Linked DNA regions of Mus musculus: region 1 is linked to region 2. Evidence: chromatin contacts called from public promoter capture Hi-C data. All regions are on one chromosome and are shown on one strand. Each heading gives the region's core, a stretch centred on a gene start, on an enhancer-like site or on the middle of the called end of the contact. The rest is flanking DNA. Distances are from core to core; before and after follow the strand shown. Region 1 holds the start of Alyref2 (Aly/REF export factor 2). Region 2 holds the start of Arhgap30 (Rho GTPase activating protein 30).

Region 1 (5,320 bases), core at 1,331-3,830, 110 kb after region 2:
GCAAGAAGTCTTGCTTTGGTTTTCCTTCAATTATATTTTATCCATGGATCAGGAGCAGACAGTGAGGCCAACACTTAAAAAACTAAATATGTATCTAACATGTTCTCCATGTGTTATCATGAATTTGTAAACCTTAAAACAACCCTTAGAGGTCAACCCAAGCCTACAATTATCCACAGAAGAATCAAATTCCATTATTGTGGTGGGTTGAAGGAGAAATGTCCCTGGTGAGCTTGGGTGAGTGAACACTTGATCTCTAGTTAGTGGTGCTGGGTAGGGGACTGATACGGAACCTTTAGGTCTGACTGTGTTGGCAGAAGGATGTCGATTGGGGGGTGGTGGGCTCTGAGAGTTTATAGCCTTTCCTTGCTTCCGGTTTATTCTCTCTGCATTGTGTTTAAAGGTGAAGATGTGATCTGCTTTCTGCTCCATCCCCCTGTTGCTATGCCTCCCCCTACTGTTATGGATTCTCTCTCTGGGTTCCTAGCCAAAATGAACTTTTCTTTGGTTTTGTTATCACAGCAACAGGAAAGCAACTGATGCAATTATGAACACTCTTTTGTTCTCTGCTGGACATGTTCGGCTATCCATGGTATGTCCATCCTGTTTCTTTATTTTATTGTTTTCTTTAGGCAGGTATCCCAGGCTGGACCGTGAACTCCCTATACTCCCGCCCTCACCTATTGATGACACTGAGGATGATAAAGAAAAGTGGGAAAGTATCTTTGGAAACTTTCTTGCTTCAGTCATGGATAGCTTGGAGTGTTAAGGTGTCAGGCTATCCAATGGCCACTAGAGGCACCCAAACCGTTGGCTTTCAGGTCCTTTGTTTTGCAAAGCAGAGAAGGAATTTCCGAGAGGTTAGAAGGGAGATTTGTTATAGGGTTACAGGTGGGAGTTGTGGGAGCTCCTATCCAGCAGAAGTAGGCCCCAGGTGGGGCACTGTGGAGCGTTTATCCCAGGGAATTTTGTAGAAACAGAAGTGAGGCGTGAAGCAGGCAATGAACTGGTCAGTGCAGTAGCCCATCCAGGAGACATCCAAGAGCCTTTCCATGATTTCAAGTCTGTTCCAGGAAGAGAGAAAGTTCAACTTCCTTTCCAGTGTACTTTGGTGGGCAGAGCCAAAGATGCTTTGCCAAGCAGACCGAGGGCATTCTGTGTTTGAAGTTCCTGCCACTTTGTTACCTGTTCTTTTTTTTTTTTTTTAAGATTTATTTATTATTATATCTAAGTACACTGTAGCTGTCTTCAGACACACCAGAAGAGGGAGTCAGATCTCATTACGGATGGTTGTGAGCCACCATGTGGTTGCTGATTTGAACTTCGGACCTTCGGAAGAGCAGTCGGTGCTCTTAACCACTGAGCCATCTCTCCAGCCCCCTTGTTACCTGTTCTTATTACTGAGGTATTTTAGCTATAAGGAGACTGAGGTATTTCAAAGGGACAGTCTCTGTCCTTAAGGGAAAGGTCTTGGGTGGGAGAGTAGTTTTCATTTTTTTGGGGGGGGAGGGACTGGGGGGAGATGGGGAATTGCATCATAGTCTAGCCCCTCCCACAGCTCTGAGGGTAACCTGTCCCTTCTGCTCGAGTGGCTGCATTTATTTTTTAGAATGTATCTGCCTTTATTTGTATGAATATTTTGCCTGCGTATCTGAGCGTTGCTTGGCACTGATGGAAGTCAGAAGGGGGCGCTAGTTCTTCCTCAGCTACAGAGCTGGGTTAGCCATCTTGCTAGAAAATTGTACGTGCCTTAAGTCCATAACCACCTTGCACTTAAATAAAATATTAAAAATAATGGTTTATACATATGTTCACTGAGACCACAACATAACGCAGCTAGATAAAAAACAGCTTAATAAATAACATGTCTACAGACTTCCCACAAAAACTTAGTATTTGCTTTTAAAGGCTTATTTACTTTATCGGTTATGAGACACAACGCCATGCGACTGAGCCCTTTTAACCAATGAGCTGTCTCTTTAGCCTAAGCTCAAGCCATTTTTACCTTACAGTGGTTAACACTGAAGACAAGAAAATACATAGAGCACACAATAAAGACTGTTAATTCTAACTTTGGTTAACACTGAAGACAAAAAAATACATAGAGCACACAATAAAGACTGTTAATTCTAACTTTAAACATTATTAATAGCCTTGCTAAAGCAAGGCCTCAAAAAATTAGTGTAAGACTCAGAATTGTTCCTCTCCACGGAAATCTTTAGTAAAAGGCGAAAGATTTATACGATCTGAAGAGAAACCAGAGTATACCCAGCTGTCCTAGTGTACAGTTCTCGGCCGACTGTATTTCCTAGACAACTAATGGTGACTATTTACTCCTAAAGACACTGACTACTTTATTATATCAGATAAATCTTTGAAGGTTCTATCACATTAAGGAATAAAAGGAATAAAACAGAACAACGAAAACAACACGCTACCCTTTTAAATTATACAACCATCTGTGTGCACTGCATTGTGGGTATGCAAATATCGCGGAGAAGCCGCGTGGCCCGCTCGGTTTCCGGAAGTGCCTCGAATTTGTCCCAGATGTCTCTAGGCGCTGGGCGGCCACCAGGGGTCAGAGCGAAAGCCAGATTCACAAGCGCACAGACTTCCAATTTCCAAGTGTGATTTTGGTGCGCTTGTGATTCCAGCACCGGTCGGAGAGGCGGAGTCAAGGCGGGGGAATCATTGAATTTGAGTACTTTCTGGTCTGCACCGCGAGGGCCGGGCCAGTCAGGCCCGGATCCGCGCCCGCCATGGCCGACAAGATGGACATGTCTTTGGACGACATCATTAAGCTGAACCGTAACCAGCGCCGGGTGAATCGAGGCGGCGGGCCTAGGAGGAACCGGCCCGCCATCGCCCGCGGCGGCAGGAACCGGCCGGCACCGTACAGTAGACCGAAACCACTTCCGGACAAGTGGCAGCACGACCTATTCGACAGCGGCTGCGGGGGTGGGGAAGGCGTGGAGACCGGTGCCAAGCTGCTCGTGTCAAACCTGGACTTCGGGGTGTCAGATGCTGACATTCAGGAACTCTTTGCTGAATTTGGAACGTTGAAAAAAGCCGCTGTGGACTACGATCGCTCTGGACGAAGTTTAGGGACGGCGGATGTACACTTTGAACGGAGGGCAGATGCCCTGAAGGCTATGAAGCAGTACAAGGGCGTCCCTTTGGATGGCCGCCCTATGGACATCCAGCTTGTCACGTCACAGATCGATCCACAGCGAAGACCTGCACAAAGCGGAAACAGAGGCGGCATGACAAGGAGCCGTGGCTCTGGAGGCTTTGGTGGCCGCGGCAGCCAGGGAAGGGGTAGAGGCACTGGCAGGAACTCAAAGCAGCAGCAGCTTTCTGCAGAGGAGTTGGACGCACAGCTGGATGCTTACAATGCAAGGAGGGACACCAGCTAAACAACCGAACAAATCCGCACAAGAACCGGGACCCAGACGCCTCGTCTGTGATGCCTTAGAGGGAGGGTAGGCAACTGGACTGTGCAGACAATGGTGAATTTGGTTTTTTGTTTCTTTTTACTTCCTGTTTTAAAATAGGATCTAAAAACTCATGTAAAGTTTTTTTTTTTTTTTTTTTTTAAATTCTGAAACAGACCTGTTTTGTACTGAGTTATTTTTTGGGATAAGTTTTCCTGGGTGCTGTTGTGGAGAAGGTGGCATTTTCACCTTTGTCATAATAAAATAGAAATGTGTGTAGAACTGGAAAAATTAAAAAAGAAAAAGAAAAATTACAAATTACAATATGACTTTTATGGACAGAACACATGACTGACTAGCATGCATGAAGAAGTGGGTTTCATTCTCAGCTCCATCATGTAAGAATAAAACAAGAATTGAAAAAACCTTGCCTTTGATGCAGCTCAGTGGCAGAATGCCTACTCACCATGAGCAAGGAAGGCGGTGGGTTTAATTACATGGAAAGTCTTTTCTGTCTGGTAGGGGTGGTACCTACCTGACCTCTCAGCGTTGGTAAGGCTGAGACAGGAGTTTTAGTGAGATATGACTAATCTAAAATAAAATCAAAGGCAGGGGTGGTGGTGGTGGCGGCGGCTCATGCCTTTAATACTAGCTTCTAGGATATACAGGCTCCACAGAGAAACCTTGTTTCAAGCCCCTCTCCCCAAAACCCTGCCCCCCCAAACAACAACAAAACAAAAAACAAACACCAACTTTCTTTTTTTTTAACATAATATTTTTGTGAATTATTTGGGACTTTCACACTGTGTACCATGATCAAGCTCACTTCCCACTCCTCCCGTTGTATCTTTAATTTTCCAAATCTTATTATTATTATTTTATTTTATTTTTTTCCGAGACAGGGTTTCTCTGTGTAGCCCTGGCTGTCCTGGAACTCACTTTGTAGACCAGGCTGGCCTCGAACTTAGAAATCTGCCTGCCTCTGCCTCCCAAGTGCTGGGATTAAAGACGTGCGCCACCACAGCCCAGCCCAAATCTTATTTTTAATGATAGTTCTTAAACGCTTTAACCTCCCTTGTAGCCCACCACCCACCAAAGTGGTGGGAAAGAGAGGATACGGGGGAAGTGCACCTGTTTAGAAAGATTCTTTGGAGTAAACCCCCTCTGTGTTGTTTGGAAATCAGCAATTCAGTTCACTGGTCATTGAGCAGCACAGTTTGATCTACTTGCAAATACTTCACTGATACACCAGGGTTGTGGATAGCCATGGGGCTAATTATATTTGATGAGTTCGGCACTCAGGTGAACCTGCTTCCCACCTTAATTTGTAAAATAAAGGAGAACTGTTGATTGGGCAGATAAAGGGAAGGTGGAGCAGAAGGTTGGGAGAGAGAAGAAGGAGAAAATGGAGGAGGAAGAGGATGCAGAGGAGGAGGAGGAAGAAGAAGAAGTAATGGAGCAGAAGCACATGGCCTGGAGAAACCTCAAGTTCTAAGGAGTCTCATAGATGAGGAAGATGGTAGTGTAGTGGTAGATCTGCCCAATCTAGGCGCACTGCATGCAATCATATTAACTGAGTTGTGTTATTATAGCCGGGGCATATTTGGGTTGGAGATTTACTGTAACACACCAGCAGTCCAGTTCAGTAGAGTCAGCATAGCAAACAGGAATCAGCAGCAGTGGCCTACCTAGCAGAGACAGCCAGGCCTCAGCCTCAGCTCTAGTCATCAGGAGGAATGCCAGAAATTCTCAGCTGTGCCTCTCTCAGGGAATCGAAGATCAGAGAAAAGACCCACAAGTGTTGCACAGCTACCTCTATAAGCAAGCCAAGCTCAGCCTCTGTCACTGTCTGTTGAGTCCTATTTATAACCCTCCAAACGTCACAT
Region 2 (4,750 bases), core at 635-3,134:
CTGTCACGTTAAGAGTCCAAGTGAATGATCTGTGTGCTACTGGATTTGTGGCTGTGTGCAGAGCATTCCTAGGGTGTGGTGTGTGAGTAGAGTGCCTTATGTGTGACCTCTGCCTGCAGAGGCAGGGATTTTCCTCAGACCCCAGAGCAGTATTAGCGATGCAGAGGTTAGAAGCGAGAGGTGGAGACTGTGGCCAGATCCAGGTGTGCGGGCACAGCTGGAGCTAGAATCTGACCTCCAAAGTGGGGGAGCTGTGTTCCCACCCCTTGGGAGCAAGTGAGAAGCAGACACCGCGGGGGTCTGCCAGAGGCCAGAACTGTTACAGAAGCCCTCTGCCCTCTGGTGGCCTGTGGGCCTGCTGCATGTACGTACCTTCTGTAAATTAAACTCCAAGGGAGCTAGCTTCCTGAGTTCTGCTTAGACTCCCTTAATAAGAGAAAAAGAAACTTTAAAAGCAGAGAAAGAAAGAAAGAAGAAACTTTATTGATGTGTGTGCATGTTCTTTACTGGGCTTGTTTAAGCCAGGCCAGGCCACATAGGCATTCAACCAAACTGTCTAGCAGACCACGGCAGGGATTAGTGCCTGTGGTTCTGGAAAGTTCTCTTCCTAGGATGCCTTCACCCACAGAGGTTCTGGGGAGGGGGCTGACAGCTGGAGGAGTCTGGAACCTGGGGTATGAGGTCTGAACACTGGATAAGAGACTAGGGATGGGGGGGCTTGGCTCCCATGGCCCCTCGAATCTTGTCCTCGCTGTGTCTACAGTGGTTTGTACCTTCACGGCGTTGGGACTTGTTGTCAAGGACTCCTGGTTCAGTTGTGTTGAGGGCAGAGGGTAGGTCGCGGGGAAGGTGGAAGTTCAGGTGAAGAGAAAGGGGTGTTGTGGGTGAGGGTGAGAACAGGCCCTTCCCCAGGGGTTTCTGAGTCATTAATCCGGGGCTCTCTGGCACTTTGTATGTGTGGAGCCTGGGGTAAGATGTTTGTTTTTCTTTAGCCTGCCCAAACTTACGCAGTCAGAATACTGGGATTTAGTATCCAACCCTTGTGTGGCCTGAAATCTGCTGGTCTAAAGGAGAAACTCTCATTTCATTCCCAAGCAGCCCAGGACTTATGGACCCCAAGGATCTGGGGTCTTAGTATGTATATTTCATGTAAATATATGTATATTTGTACATAAAATGATATTCTGTTTTTAAATAAACAGATAAAACCTTTTTTTGTCTGATTCCTGTCTTGCCCCTTGAACTGGGTAAGTCACAAGTGCTATGGACTGAGTCTCTATGTGATTCCCTCCCAGGGAAAGGGCCCAGATACAGCTAAGAAAGGAGCAAGTGGCTTTCAAAAGACATTGTAACCATTTCTGAGAGCCCTCAGGTAGGGCCGTGTGGACATAACCTCCTTTTGGGGAAGCCAGTGCCTTAGTTTCTAAAGTGGTTCTAATCTGACTGTACTGGAAACTTCCAGCAGCTGTGTGGGGTGGTCAGCCGTGTACCCTTTGACAGACAAAGAAACTGAAACTCAAAGTCACCTGGTCTGTGTCCTCATTTTCAAATGTACAGCGACTGGAGGCTCAGTGAAGTAATGTGACCTGACCAAGATGGCAGGGTCATCAAAGAATCCCCCACCCTGGGTATGTTCTTCGTGGTCCTTTCCTGCCGTGCTCACAGGCAAAGCCTCGGGTCTCTGTCCCACCTAGAGATTTCGGTCTCTAGAAATGGCAGCCACCTGCTCACACCCCAGGCACCCTTACTCCACCCCGAGATTCTGACATCACCTTCTGCTGTGACCAATGAATGGAGTCCCAGCAATGATGAGGATGTGAATGCCAGCTACCTCCCCCACCCGAGGCCTGTGGTTGCAAAGATGCTCTAACAGGAAGCGGGTTTGAGGAGCTGCACAGCTTCCTGCTCCCCCTCGAGCTGCACAGGACGAGAAGGGCTAGCGCTCAGCTTGGCCACGAGACACAGCTTCATGCCAGGGTTCTGGTAGCTTCCTCTTCCATATCTACTTCCGTGTGGCCCCAGGGGCCCCCCAGAGGCAAGCGCTGCTGTCCCTTGCCCAGGCCACCCTCCACCTCCAGTTTGGAGCCCTGCCCCCCCTGGGGCTGGGCCAAGCCCAACTACTGACTGGGATTCCATGGGGGACTGGTAGGTCAAAGGTCTTGGGGGACAGAGATCCCGGGGGGCCCTGGTCATGAAGTCTCGGCAGAAAGGAAAGAAGAAGGGCAGCTCTAAGGAACGGGTGTTTGGGTGTGACCTACGTGAGCATCTACAGCACTCGGGCCAGGAAGGTAAGGAGGTCAATTGGAACGGGGCAGCTGGGTGGCTGGATTGCCATGCAGACGCCAACCTTGTCTTCTCCGTTGGGCAGAATGAGCTCTTAGGGAACGGGCAGTGGCCCAGGATCACCACACCTGAGATCTAGGCAAAGGCAAGACAGGAAATGTGGCTCAGAGAAGAAGATGGAGAGGTGCCCTTCTGCGGTAGTTAGGGACCGGGTAGCTGAGAACTCGAGGATGGGAATGCCGAGGGAATGTGTCCCGGGGTGGGGTGGGGGATGAGATTTGGAAAATCTGGAGAGGTGGATGAATCAGATGAGAGAATGGAGACTGGGGACAGGGTGGAGGGAATGGAGGTCGGATGCCAGAAGAATGGCTGAAGGGATAGTTGGTGGAACACTAAGTGGAGATACAGGTAAGAAAGGGCCCAGCGAGTCTGAGGATAGAACTTGCGGAGGGGAGAGGAAGGCATTCTAACTGGAGAACAGCACCAAGGGACAAGGACCTAGCCCTTCTGCACCTTTGCTGGGCCACAGGAGTGGGGGCAGCAGGGAGGAGTGACACTCTTCTTTAAATTGCTTGCAAAGAAGAAACCCGTTGATGGTAGACTGCACCGGGAATGCGGGAAAAGTGAACCAGACTGCTTCAGCCCTGGTTTGAAGTGGGGAGTGGAAACTACAATAAAGAGGGGTGTGCACCCAGTCTGGAGCTCCCTCTGCAGTGGGCCTGGGAGCTCATCACTGTGTAGGACATGCAGTCACCACTCAGAACCAGGCCTTAATTTGTTCTGAAATTGATCAGTGCCGACCCGACTACACTGCCCAGCTTGTTTTCAGCACGCAGAGCAACTTAACAAAAAAAGGGGGCACAATTCTGCCCCCCTCCACTCCACCCCACCCCAATCTGTCATTTCCTCTTTGTCCCCCTTCTCTGGTTGCCTGCAGTGAAGGGAGGGTGGTGGTGGTTCCCAGCTCATTTCCTGCTCTTGGCCCCGCCCTTGTGTCCCCAGACACCTCCTTCCCCTTTTCTCCTCCATCAGAGGGCCCCAACCCTACCAGCCTCCATTAAGGGAAAGCCCAGGCCCTAAGAAATAGTTAAACAGATGAGGTAGGCTTTTCTGTGCCTTCTTCTCTGTGAGCAGGCCTGGCTCCTTTATAATTGTTCCACTCTAGACAATTAATCTTTCTTTTTTAAAGTTATTGCTCACCTTATTTAGGTATTTTGTGTACATACTGGGGAGGGGCACATTCGTTCCAGGGCAGGTGGGAGGTCAGAGGACAACTTGAGAGGATCAGTTTTCTTTTCCTAGCCTGTGGGTCCCAGAGGTGAACCTGGGGTCATCGGGTTTGACAGCAAGCACCTTTACCCACTGAACCATCTCACAGGTGATATTTATTTTTGTCCTGTGTAAGTGTGTGGCTGCATGTATCACGGGGCATGGGTGAAGGTCGGAGGGCACATTTTGGAAGCTTGTTCTCTCATCATGTGGGTCCCGGGGATTGAACTAAGGACTTCAGGATTGATCGCAGGCATCCTTTACCCTCTGACATGGATGATGAAAACATTTTTTTGAGATTTATTTACTTTTAACATATATATGATACATATATACATATATATATATATGAATTTTTTGCCTGCTTGAATGTCTGTGATGCACTGGTGTGACATGCCCATGGAGGATAGGAGAGGGTGTCAGATTCTCTTTGGAACTGGAGTTATAGACAATTGTTAGCTGTCGTGCGGGTGTTGGGAACTGAACCCAGGTCCTCTGGAACAATAGTCAGTTCTCTCTCTTTTTTTTTAATAGTCTGTTCTCTTACCTGTTGATCCATGTAGCCAGCACTAGACAAATGACTTTTGACAGAGAACCATATGACTTAATTGGGGATGATATTCTTTTTGTTGTTTGTTTGCTTGTTTTTCGAGGCAGGGTTTTTTCTGTGTAGCCCTGGCTGTCCTGGAACTCACTCTATAGACCAGGCTGGCCTCAAACTCAGCAATCTGCCTGCCTCTGCCTCCCAAGTGCTGGGATTAAAGACATGTGCCACCACTGCTGGGCGGGGATGATATTCTTGTAGCTCTGGGTTCTCAGTTCAACCTCCTTACGCTGGTTTTCCCCTTTCCTGTGATTCCCAGCACCAACTCTGTCTTGAAATGTAAGACCCATAGACAGCCAGACTCTACTTCTGTGATCCTTGGGCCCACCATTCCCTCTAGAGATCCGGGGATAATGAAAAGTGGCTGGGCTCCTGGTTGTAAGTGAACCTCAGAGCATGAGAGGACCACCTTCTGTCCCTCACCAGAACCTCACCCGAGTCCAAGGCTCCAGAGCTGAATGTTGGCTGCCAGAGCATCATAGAGGCTTCCCCTGAGTAAAACATCCCTGGTACAGACAGAGTTTGGATGAATTAAGCTGACTGATAACAGTTTCTCTCATTAGCCAAAGGCCCAGTAAGTGAATGAAGGCTCAG

The links. Capture Hi-C pulls out chosen DNA fragments and counts their contacts.
Region 1: a contact with region 2 is called in a promoter capture Hi-C map of pancreatic islet. The contact joins the promoter of Alyref2 here to the promoter of Arhgap30 in region 2. A contact is called at or near these places in 11 of 39 promoter capture datasets (3T3-L1-derived adipocytes, cranial neural crest, embryonic stem cells and 7 more), 7 of 484 Hi-C or Micro-C datasets (CD4 T cells, Th1 cells, bone marrow-derived macrophages and 2 more), 15 of 115 datasets of contacts at active chromatin or transcription factors (the 230-238 cell line, the HPC-7 cell line, the SCID.adh cell line and 8 more) and 4 of 9 other capture datasets (adipose tissue, embryonic stem cells, liver and 1 more).

Annotation. Positions count from the first base shown.
Region 1 is chr1:171,500,898-171,506,217 of GRCm38.p6, forward strand. It overlaps Alyref2 (Aly/REF export factor 2), which reads left to right and starts at 2,581. Exons shown (of 1, transcript NM_019484.4): 1 at 2,581-3,853. The coding sequence starts at 2,760. The coding sequence ends at 3,416. LOC115487699 (a small nuclear RNA gene) reads right to left here and starts at 2,266; the gene lies at 2,151-2,266.
Region 2 is chr1:171,387,076-171,391,825 of GRCm38.p6, forward strand. Arhgap30 (Rho GTPase activating protein 30) reads left to right here and starts at 1,885. Exons shown (of 12, transcript NM_001005508.2): 1 at 1,885-2,288. The coding sequence starts at 2,192. It overlaps Nectin4 (nectin cell adhesion molecule 4), which reads left to right. Exons shown (of 9, transcript NM_027893.3): 9 at 1-1,212.